Regions from separate parts of the Mus musculus genome. Here region 2 is linked to region 1. Evidence: chromatin contacts called from public Hi-C data. All regions are on one chromosome and are shown on one strand. The core of a region is the stretch at or near the end of the contact, and the rest is flanking DNA. Distances in the headings are between cores, read along the strand shown.

Region 1 (2,594 bases), core at 28-2,527:
TATTTTGTGCTATTCAGAGGAGAGAAGCCAGAAGAGTTTTGCAGTAAAATACAATCGGAACAGGGAATTAGGCACAAGTTGCCTGTAGTGTGTCCACATTTTTCTTATTTATCAGGGTCCTTGCAGGAGAACATTTACATGTGCTATTGACTCCCCAATCAGCGTATTTCTGTGAATGAGATGGTGCACTTTCGTAAGTACTGCCCTGGTAACCTGCAAATGATGAAGATCGATTCAGACTGGAAGTTCAATACCCTGTTGGGATGGAAGTAACTTCTAGGGTCTAACAGGCAATCTAATTATGTCCACTGAAAGAGCTTCTGTGGATTTACCTGAGAAGAAGAAAAACAAAAGATCTGCTTCCTGGTTATGTAACAGCTTCATTTGAAGCAACTTCAGAACTCTCCGGAGAGTTCTATTTAGAGATGTTCCCATTCCTGTTTCACAAATGGTAACAAGCCGAGGTGTTCTGAAGGAAATTGACTTGCCCGAAGTCTTAGGAAATCAGTTGAAGCACAGGAAAGTTACTACAACATCCCCCCAAAGTCCTTAAATGTCTAAAATCAGACAACCAAGCTAGGTAGAAATTTTAACATGATATTGCAGTTCTAATCCTGATACCCACTTATTGTACTTTATTAGTAGTGCTGCCATTTTCTTTTCAGAATTCTCCAATACTATCATTTTAAAAACCTCTAATAGAACTCCTAAATATTCTATAAGGCAACTGAGTCACTGTAGATTCAGAGAAGCTATGTTTGAAGGTTTTAAGCTTAAACATTCTTTTTTTTCTTAATTGTTAAGTATAAAATTGAATTATTTGAGCAAAGTGATTTTGTGATTCTTTCAATCCCATGTAGGAAGTATTATATTATGTAGTTCCTCTGAACTTCTTAGGAAGGGATGTTTAAGACACCGTTACTTCTTATCTGAAGTCCAGTTCTAAGAACTCCAGAACCCTTGAGCCCTGCTCACCACACTGTTACCAGTAAAGAAGAAGTCAGAGGATGCCAGATATAGCTAAAGGAAGTGAAGGGCAAACCCCATAACACTGTCACAGTATGGTTTAAGCTCCAGTGAAGAAGAAACAAAAGTTGAATCCTGTTAAGGAAGGAAGAATAAGGAAGAGTGGAGAGAATGTCCAAACGATCCAGGAGAAACTGGGAACAAGTGTGTGCCGTGCTTGCTCTGATGGTGCTGGCTAGTTCCCACTGGGATATCACCTATGTAGACATCCATGTAGACATTTAGGAATGATGATCGTATTACACATGGATTTAACAGCAATGTAGTCCAAAAACTGACCACATATCACACGGATGCTGGAGGCCTATGAGATAAGCCTCTAAACTGTGCATTTTCATGATTTTTTTTCAATAAATTGCTATCAAAGTAGAACAGTTTGGAAATTTTCTGACATTAAGTAGGAAAACATAGAACATTTTGAAATGGTGAATTTTAAATTAGGAAACAACAGTGAAGTATCTAGAGGGACAGAGTATACCAAAGGAAACCCACAAACCGCAAGCTAAGACGTTGTTACCCTGTGGACTCACCAAGACAAAATACTTCCCCCTCAACTAGAGCTGCTTTTAGCTCGGTACTAAATACCCACTGTACTAAAAATGTAGCTGCTCTGTTTTTCCAGCTTTTGTTTTTCTTCCTTGTCTGCTGCAGACTCATGTGAGAAATGAGAACTAAATATTTCCCGGATTACTGAGAACCAGAGGTTAGAATCTCCTGAAGACAAGTTTCCAAAACACATGGCTTTGCTGCTTTTTGATGCTATCATATAAATATAATGAAACTCAAATCAAGCAAGGATGTCCTGCTTTGGAACTTTAAATGCATACATGAGAAATATTAACTGTTAATATTGTGATTTTGCTAGAAGCATTAGAACTGGCTGCCTTACACCAGTTCTATTATTATTGTTATTATTATCATCATTATTATTAGTTCCATCACTAGTCATTGGCTAGCTGCTAACTTACAGCTTGTGACATAGCCCTCATTCCATTTTGACTGAATATTTACTTTATTTTATGTGTATGTGTGTGTGCACCTTACATATGTGGGAGTCTATCAAGATCAGAGAAAGACTGGATTCTTCTGAAACTGGTATAACAGACAGTTGTGAACTCTCATTTGGCCATCGAGACCTAAACCTGGGTCCTCTGTAGTAAGAGCGGTAACTGTTCTTAATCTCTTAGCCAACTCTAGCACCCATGCCAAGCTCACAATGCTCTCATTGGATAACCAGCAGCCAGAAAATAGCTGTTGCATTTAGTCATATGCTACATAGAGAATGGTTGAATGAATAAAGTAAGAAATTTACTTTGTCTTGACAGTTCTAGAAACAGTGTCTTGGAGTGAATAATAATCTAATAGCAAGGTTCTGTTTTCTGTATGTTCTAGAACGTGGTCATTAGGTATTGCCTTTAGAAGTCTGTGAAATTTTCAGGGAGGAGATGTTTACTCTATTTGAACATTGACATAAGTGTATGGCCTACACTAGCTAATTGTATTCTTTGTGTGTATACTGTTTACAGGATTTGTGAAATCAAATCAAATAAAATGTATTATCATATCTA
Region 2 (2,594 bases), core at 54-2,553, 190 kb after region 1:
TCTTTTAGGCTCCATGTGTGTTGTGAGGATAGATAGTGGGGACACCCCAGAGCTTCTCAAAGGAGTCTGTTAATCTGAATGGTTCATATCCTTTTCGTCCTCTTCCTTTCCCTTCCTTTGCTGTCCCTGTTCACTTTGGTCATGTCAAGGTTGGAATCTCAGAGAGAGAGAGGACTATCAAAAAGTGAACAGTACAGGGAAACACCAGGGCCAAGAAGTGGGAGTGGGTAGGTAGGGGAGCAGGGTGGGGGGAGGGTATAGGGAACTTTCAGACTAGCATTTGAAATGTAAATAAAGAAAATATCTAATAAAATAAATTTTTAAAAATCCTGAATGAAGAAACATGGGGGGGAAAAAGCGAGCAGTATGTCCCCACACTTAGAGAGTTCCACTTCTATCTTTTTATCGTACTGATTATCCTTATTCTTCACCCACTAAAGCAAAGGTGTTGGACTAGATGTTCCCAGAGACAGTTCCCTGTTTGACATTGGCTTGTTTCACCATGACTGAGACACTTCCTGTGTGGGTTTTCAGTAGCACACAGTATCACTTTTGCATATCAGGAGTGCGGTGCTTGATGCCTGGAAGATGATAACTGGTTTCCAGCAGTGCTGATTATCTGAGAATGATTTGCCTTGGCCAGTCTTCTAACAACCACTCCTGCAGAGTCTTCACTGCCCCTTCATGCTCACTTCACACACTTCTTTGCAGAACACTAAATACATAGAAGAATCACTTTGTGTGACAATTACACATTTGCAAACGTTTGTTCTCATAGCTTTACCATTGCAACTTTGGAACTGCAGAAGATTTGTGGTCCTTAATGTTCTGGATGAGCCAGAGTTTGCATATATGAATATATTTGTCCTCGATAAAGCCTGATCACCTGCAAGATATGAACCATGAAGCTCTCAAAGTGAAAGTATATCTGATTCTAGGTGGTCTGTGTCTCCTATTTATCACAAGTCCCCACTTTTCTCCCCACCTCCCAAATGCCCAGTATTTCCTAGGGCCCAATATTTCACAGGCTCTGTGGCACTGCTGTGAGATGGGTAACAATCCAATTTCTATTTTATAGATACTAAAATGGAGACACAGAAAAAGTATGTGATCTGTAGCAGCACTCCAGCAACTCAGCAAGGAACGGCAGACTAAAGATCAAGAAAAGAAATAACCCAATTCCTGCGTGATTCTCCTGTGCTGAGGATCAGAGCATTGCAGGACTGAACGATTCTGAGAAGCCAGCAGCCCACAATGATCCATTTAGGGAAGTCTGTATTTGAGCTTCTCCAGTAGAGATATCAAGCTCCTGACTAATGCATACTTCTGACCTATGTTCTTCATTGCTAAAGCATCCCTCCTTGTTCCTTATTGTGAGCCACAAATAGATTCCAGCACTTACTATGACCTGCTTAATCCTGTCTGTAGCCTTCTGTTTAGTTGTTTATATGTTCCAGCAATTAACTTCTCAGCCCCCAATTCATCCCAAGGCCTATATCTTGTTATCTCTTGGTGACAATGCTTCTTTTTATGTTTTTATTGTGCCTGTTTCTCAACATACTAGTTCTGCCATCCCCTGCTTAGACTTTTAAGGCTCTCCAGGCTTGGATTGCTCCATCATTCAACCATCATTTCTCTACTGTACACCCAGCCCACATGGACAAGGACTCTTAACCATATTAAGATACTGAATTTACAGTTTCTGCTTACTATCCAGAGTTGGAGCTTTATCTCTTCTCTTCTCTTCTCTTCTCTTCTCTTCTCTTCTCTTCTCTTCTCTTCTCTTCTCTTCTCTTCTCTTCTCTTCTCTTCTCTTCTCTTCTCTCCTCTCCTCTCCTCTCCTCTCCTCTCCTCTCCTCTCCTCTCCTCTCCTCTCCTCTCCTCTCCTCTCCTCTCCTCTCCTCTTCTTTTCTTTTCTTTTCTTTTCTTTTCTTTTCTTTTCTTTTTTTAAATTTGGCCCAGGTGGTCCTGGAATTCCTTTCAATAACCCAGGCTGGCTCAAACTGCTTCTGCTCCTCCTGCATCTGAGTACCGAGCTTATAAGCATGTGTTATGAGCTTTACTCTCCCTTTCTGCACCATTCACTAATTTCTATAACTCTCATAACTCTTTTTGAAACCTCTGATGATTTTAATAGCTGTGCCAATATCTTTACTGTTAATACTAATTATCTTTGGTATTAGTGTAGCCTAGATCTACTCTCCCATTGTATTTGTGTGACACTGCTACCTATTTAAACTATTATTTTTTTGGATGGGCAAAGATCATGTTATTCTTTTGATTTATAAGACAGGGGATACTAAAGATCATAAATACAACAGATTGAGGGTCTAGCCACAGAGACATTAGTTTTTCAAAATCCAGTGGCTTAGCTTTGCCATTGTATCTGCATGATAGTATGGCTACTTTAAATGAAAGTTTTGTTTTGTGGGAAAGGGTGGCCATAGTTTGAATAAAAATGCTTCCAAAAGTCCATCTGTTAAAGGTTTGGGCTCCAGTTGACATGTAGAAATTTTAAGAGATGGCCTAGTGGAAGGTTCTATGTCACTGGAAGCAAGACCTTTCTTTCTCTCCTTTCTCATCCTGGCATGAGG

What was found. A called contact is a pair of places that touch in the nucleus more often than the background predicts.
Region 2: a contact with region 1 is called in a Hi-C map of the G1E-ER4 cell line, with 6 times the contacts expected there. The contact joins two enhancer-like sites. A contact is called at or near these places in 4 of 484 Hi-C or Micro-C datasets (ECoMG myeloid progenitors, ECoMG-derived neutrophils, the G1E-ER4 cell line and 1 more).

Annotation. Positions count from the first base shown.
Region 1 is chr10:17,484,089-17,486,682 of GRCm38.p6, reverse strand. No RefSeq gene overlaps it. Among named protein-coding and RNA genes, the nearest start is that of Gm32656, 170 kb to the left of the region's middle. Within about 2 kb of position 1,277, at least 89 of the 459 cell types and tissues checked have an H3K27ac peak or open chromatin away from gene starts, as enhancers often do. A contact at or near this core is called in the G1E-ER4 cell line, where this site is marked.
Region 2 is chr10:17,293,345-17,295,938 of GRCm38.p6, reverse strand. No RefSeq gene overlaps it. Among named protein-coding and RNA genes, the nearest start is that of Gm20125, 200 kb to the right of the region's middle. Within about 2 kb of position 1,303, at least 7 of the 459 cell types and tissues checked have an H3K27ac peak or open chromatin away from gene starts, as enhancers often do. A contact at or near this core is called in the G1E-ER4 cell line, where this site is marked.